Regions from separate parts of the Gossypium hirsutum genome. Here region 1 is linked to region 2. Evidence: chromatin contacts called from public Hi-C data. All regions are on one chromosome and are shown on one strand. Each heading gives the region's core, a stretch centred on a gene start, on an enhancer-like site or on the middle of the called end of the contact. The rest is flanking DNA. Distances are from core to core; before and after follow the strand shown. Region 1 holds the start of LOC107893539 (E3 ubiquitin-protein ligase RGLG4). Region 2 has its middle 11 kb from the start of LOC107893533.

The links. A called contact is a pair of places that touch in the nucleus more often than the background predicts.
Region 1: a Hi-C map of leaf shows a contact between it and region 2, with 3 times the contacts expected there. The contact joins the promoter of LOC107893539 here to the enhancer-like site in region 2. A contact is called at or near these places in 6 of 34 Hi-C or Micro-C datasets (anther, hypocotyl and leaf).

The regions. Positions count from the first base shown.
Region 1 is chrD13:46,347,418-46,350,697 of Gossypium_hirsutum_v2.1, reverse strand. LOC107893539 (E3 ubiquitin-protein ligase RGLG4) reads left to right here and starts at 1,516. Exons shown (of 11, transcript XM_041108954.1): 1 at 1,516-2,015. The coding sequence starts at 1,803.
Region 2 is chrD13:46,260,817-46,264,153 of Gossypium_hirsutum_v2.1, reverse strand. No RefSeq gene overlaps it. Among protein-coding and RNA genes, the nearest start is that of LOC107893533, 11 kb to the left of the region's middle. Within about 2 kb of position 1,908, at least 2 of the 9 cell types and tissues checked have an H3K27ac peak or open chromatin away from gene starts, as enhancers often do. A contact at or near this core is called in leaf, where this site is marked.

The sequences.
Region 1 (3,280 bases), core at 267-2,766, 87 kb before region 2:
CTACTGTTTATTTCAAGTCATTTTAGTGATTGTTTTTGAACCTGGGTCATTTTTATAAATATTAAATTTTTTTAGGTCACTTTAGTAAAATAGTCTCTTCTCAAAAAATTCGGTGGTAAAAAATAAAATTTTAAACAAAATTAAGTAACTGTAGTTATATATAAAATCTTTATAAAACAACAAAAAATAAATAGACTATAAAGGATTCAACCCAACATTAATAAAAATTATACATAAAACTTTTACTGCTCCATCTATAATTTATTCAAATAATATAATTTTATACCAAGATTTTACTTTCATTTACCTCCTGAGTGCCACATAATCTAATTTTTATTATGTTAATTTGATTGCCAAAAAATATAAACTAAAATGATAGAAATAACAAATATATTTTTATTAATGTTGGGTTGAATCCTTTAAATAAAAATAAATACAACACATGGTGCAACTTGAATGTAGGGCATCATATTCTTTAAATCCTCAATTTTACTATTTTAAAAAAACTAATTTATGTTTTATTTTTTTTATAAATGTGTTCTTTTACTAGTATTTTTGTTTATCCTCATTGTGAGTTTAATATAATCTAGTTATAAATAATTATTTTTTATATCTAAAGTAATATAATCCTCGATCTTTAATACCTATGTGTTAGGTGGTATAAAAAATTATTGTAACAAATACTCTATTTTTATAATTAATTTGTTTTTCACCTTATTTTTGTAATTAATTATTTAATTATTTAATATTATTTTTATATAAAAAAATCAATTTAGTTCTTATATTATTAAAAAGAATAAAAAAGTCAAATATTAACAAAGCTAACATTTACTATTTATAAAATGTCATTTATTGTTTGTTACTATTTTTAAAGTTTGTATTATCCTGCAAATGAAATCTTTTATTTAGGATTGAACTTAAAATAACAAAAAATCATGTCATTTTTTAAATAGTAAATATTAAATGGGTAAATTATTATTAATCATTAAATTATGGGTAACCTTTCGTTTTGGTCACTGAATTATTTAAAAGTTTTCATTTAAGTCATAGGACTGTTAAAACCGATGCTATATGACTTTTTTTATTCACATTGTTTGCACCAATCGGAAGCTTTCTTTCTCTTTCTTTTCTATAGTTCAAGTTCTATTTCATGAAACAACTTTAGATATCACGAATCTGCGAATCAAAAATTCAAATAACTTTTTTCTTCGATCTCCGACATTGACCTTTAGATCAACTTGGAATTAAAGTATGTTTTCCTACTCGTCGATGAATACTAATCTACCTACTGATTGTTGAATCGTCACTTAGAGCTTGTTGGTGAAACTTTAAAAAAAAAAGCTTAATTACCTAATGGCTTAAATAAAATTAGTGACTTAAATGAAAAGTTTAAAATAATTTAATGATTAAATTATAATTTTTTTAATTAAGTGATTAACACAAAAATTTAATTATAATGTAGTCACTAACTTAAAACTTTTTTTACAAGTAGAGGGACAATTTAATAATAGAATTGGACAGAAATATCTTGACCCAAATGGTGCGTATTGTGCTTTCGCAAAGAGTGGTTTATAATCCAATAGCATATTAAGCTTCTTAAAAAAAACCAGGAGCATCTTGTTTGGCTGAAGAAAAGAACAATTTTGGTTCCTTTCGTCTCACATAACATAAGGATTTCTGCACCAAATATTCTTGCTTTACCAAACCCCCAAAACTTTTACTGTGTTTCTTTATTCTGCTGGTTTACATATAATACGATATAAATAAACCAATTTTATCAAAGAAAATAAGTGGAAGATGAGATGGGTAATTTTCTTTCTAAACGGAAGCTGAAGCAGATGCAAATTTTTGAATATTTAAAAAAAAGAACATCCATGGCCGCCGCACCGCTGCAAATTTCTACTCGCGGAGGGGAAAGCACTGCTCCGATTAATGAACCTTCCGGGCCACAAAGAAAGCAATCTACAAAGCAGAAGTATGGGTTTATTCCTGATCATTTCTCAACCTTCGATCAGGTTCCCTCTCCAACTTTAAATCTAGTTCAAATATCTTCTTCTTTATTATTATATTTTTGTTGATATTTGGAGGGGGCATAATTCGCTAGCTAATGGTATATTTTTTTTCTTCTTTTTTACACATAGAGAAAGTGTTTTATTATTCTAAAAGAATTAGTAAGAGAAAATGTTTAATTAGGTAGTTGAATTTAAAGTTGACTTAGGTGTGATGATGCTGGGATTAAGTCATTTTGGAGCTAATTAGTTTATGATGGGTTTGGATGGGTGACTGGGTGCGGTGCGGTGCGTTTAGCTTACTTTTTGTCTCACGCTACAGTATCACTACAGTATCTAATCTCACCGCCACCGTTATTTTTATACTAACCGCAGGTAAACGCACTGTCCATCCAAATTCACCCTTAGAGTCATTTGGTGCGTTTGGGGGGGTACCGGATTATAGAGAAGAGAGAGGAGTTGATTTTTGTATTATTATATACCATAATGTTTTATAGTCAACGGTATCTGTCAGTCTCAGTTTTCGTCTGAATACAATCATATTTAGGGTGGGTTTGGATGGGCTAGATTGGGTGCGGTGCGGTACGTTTAGCTTGCTTTTTGTCTCACGCTACAGTATCGCTACAGTATCTAATTTTACCGCCACCGCTGTTTTTACACTAACCGAAGGTAAACGCATCGCCCATCCAAACTCACCCGTAATAAGATCTCTACTCCGATGCAATCAGTTCCTATATTTATGCTTTTCATTTATCTAATTTACAACTGAGGTTAAAATTGGTTCTTATAAATAATTATTTTTTAAATATAAAGTAAACCCAATAAACACGAATTATTCCATTTCAATTTGTATAACATATTTCATGGATAAAAATTATGTAGCATGCCAATTTTAATATTTTAAAAAAATAATAATGTCGCATTATGAAGTCTAGTCCACTAGTATCTTGTCACTTGCCGCGCGCTTTATGCAGCGTATCCCAAATTTCCAAGTCAATCATAACTTCAACTTCAAATATTTCAACTTATTAATCATAGCGTAGGCATGCTTCAGAGGTGATTTATCAATTCAGCCGCATAAATTTGACAAATAAACTTGGTAAACAAGTTAAAAATAAAAAATAAAAATCTCTTTTGGATAAAAATTTCGACTTTATTTTAAAATTCAATTTTTAAGAAATAGAAAGATAAGCTTCACTGCCTTCATGTTTACAAGTTCACTATAGCTAAAAACTCCAAGTAAAATCACATGCAAAGGAATTATGTGTTGG
Region 2 (3,337 bases), core at 659-3,158:
CAATTAGTTGTCAACATTTACTATGTACTTATTTTTAAAATAATTTTAATTTATTTTTATTGACGTATGTCAACAATTGTTGCTAATGTGACGTTTGTTAACGGTCACATTAATGGTGCCGTGGAATATTAACCGTCAATGTTAGTTAAAGGGTTTAGCTAATCAATTTTGTTAATTTAAGGACTCAATTGATTTTTAAAAAAAAGTTTAAAGTTCATACTATTAAACTTTAATAAAACAAAGTGTATTTATTACTATTATCTTATGATGGATCTTTAAGCTTATTCCAACATCCAAACAATTTCAAAATGCAATTTATTCATAATGGAAAACAATATATGTTGGGACCAAAAACAAAATGAAGTCAAGAACAAAATAAATTATCACTATTTTATTTCTAAGATCATTATGAAGTGCCATTGGAGTTTGGAGGAACAAAGAAAGGTAAAAAGAAAAAAAAAAGGGGGGGGTCTCGAAATAGTGAGATAGCAATAGAATTCTTATGTTTACAAGGATAATGATTTGCATGAAGACATAACATTTTGTCATCTATATGTATGTATAGAATGCATGGTAATCTAAGACAGTAGATCCAAATATGGACCAAAGGGGAGAGCTCCTTTTGTTTGTCGAGGATATAGAAAAAGATGGTGGTGCCACTGTCACTGCCACTGCCAGAGTTACCTTTATTGGTTGCAGAGAAAATTTTGGGGACTGCAAGTTGTCAAAAAAGCTCCTTGTCTCCAATACATATATACCTACGTAACTAAAACTCACACAGCTTAAGAGAGAGATGTATATTGGAAAAGGAAAAAAACAAAAGAAAGGTAATAAAGCCTAAAGAAGAGGGGGAAGAATACACAACTCACTCCCACGACTTCACATATCGATGAAGCTTCTATCTTTATAATGTGCATAACTAAAGTTAAAAAGTTTATGCATCTATCTATCTATCTATATGCTTCCCTTTTCTCTCTCTCTCTCTCACTAACTAAGTGTCATTGTAATTAGAGTTAAACTTCCAAGTCCATCCAATGGATGAATTACAATCATGATGATCAAAGTATATAAAAGATGGTAATAGGTAGGCACGTTCTTCCATGCAATTCTATATCATTTGTAAACCTCTCTAAAGCACTTTGGATTCTATTTGTTTAATCGTTTGGCAGCCTTTAGTAATTTGTGAATTTCAGAAATTTTCTGTACAAAAGTAGACTATTCGGTCCAGAAGCTTCTTCTGTCTCACTCCCAACCCCACTCTCAAGTAGTTTTCATGTCTTTTTTTCTTTTCAAAGTGAAAGCCATAGTATTTCTTATTAATTTAATTATTCTCTGTTATATATATATATATATACCTTCATTTTATTGCACAACTGCATGATTTTTTTACCATATATCCTGTTCATCTATAAAAGTCTCGATTTTTATTTTTACTAACATTCTTTAATTGCATATTACACTTTTTAAGAGATAGGTTATATGTCTGAAATTGAAGATTTGTTCAAAATATGGAAGAATTCTGAAAATAAGTTTAGCCAAAAATATGGCTGTATGTACCCAATCCGACCTATTGCACTTTCACAACAATGAAAGAGTAGAAGGCTACGATGGAAAGAAAGTTTCAAGGAGGGTGAATAAATTATGAACACCCACCATGACAGTGAAATGTTATAAATTATATGTTGTAGATGTTAGCACAAGAAGTTAAGCAACAACTTCCAACTTTTCTGACATATTTTGAGTCGAAGCATGTAAACCAAAATTTACCCATTTTAGTTCGAATATTGGAACCCACATTTTCTTCATGGCCTATTTGAAAGAAGAAATCGAAATGTTTCAAAGCTGTCCAAGTAATGAGGCAACAAAATCACCCATGTCCACCACAGCCCAAAATCAGTACATAGCCCATCTCATTCCCAAATGGGACCGCCATTCGTACTAAAACTATGGGCTTCTTTATCTATCAAATTTTTTGTTCTTTTTTCCTTTTTTATGAAAAAGTAAATGTTTTAGATTCTACCCTGTTTCTTTCTATAAATAGAAATTATAATTAAAAAGAAAAATGAAAAGATTTGAACATTACTTGCATCATTTAAAAGCTTCTACTTTTTCACTATTTAGGATGTCCATTGCCATATGAGTACAAGCAAATGGTAGCTGTCAAACACCGAGTTAGATAGCACTTGCCTACTCGGGTAACTCAAAATGTTGTTTGCCACTTTGCCTTACCAGAGCTGTGATCGGATCAGATTTAATATTATCAAACTCTAAATTTATTTGAATTCATAAATGATTAGTCAAGTCTATTTAAATTTACTTAACAAAAAAATAAATAATTGAACAAATTTAAAATAGTTCAACAATTTATAGAATACAAGTTAAAATTTGTAATTACCCAAACCAAAAACGCTATATAAATAATTATTTTTCAAAAAAATTATATATAAGAATTATTGTTATCATTTATTTACTTGATTTTTTTGAAATATTTATAGTAAAAAAAATAGTTTGAAACTTTACCCTATAACGTCCAAAGTCTTGAAAGAAAACTTAATTTGTCAAAATAAATTTCAAAATCCAAAATTAGTGTGAAAAATTAAAAGTTAGACTCAATTCAAGAATTTCAAAAATCAATAAAATCGAATTGAACTCACCACTAAAACTTACTCATTATTTTTAAAGCAAAAAAAATAGAAATATGTTTTATTCAATAGTTAATAATTATATTATTTATTAAAATAAAAAATTAACAAACGTTTTTAAATATTATGGATTATAATTTATATAAATAAAAAAGTATTATAAGTTAGAAGATAGATGAAAATTGAAATCAAAGTGAATATCTTAAACAGTATTTTTTGAATTTATTTTAGAAAGCAAGTGAACCAAGCTTCCAAGTTTTGCGTAGTGTTGTAGGGGCCATAACGTGGACTCCAGTAACATTCAACCAACGGCCACAACAAAAACAACATGGATAATAATTGATTTCACATGTAATTATTGAAATGTCTACGTTAAATATATTCTTTTGGGTAAATTCCATCTAAAGTCACTCCAAAATAAGATTCCTTTCATTTTGGTCATTTTAATTTTTTTCTCAATTTAATTGCTCTAATTAAGATAATTGTTCGAACTAATCATTGCTGTTAAAAACTCTGTTAATCCACTAACGGATTGTTGATGTAACACATTAGCCAATTGAATGGCCACTTGTGACATTTTTTTTTTACTTTTGATTTAAGCTTAAAGACCTATATGTAATTATGTTGTCTTCGATATCGCGTTCGGTTTCCTCAGAGACAAATAAAAATCTAATACCATTGACACAATTCTTTTG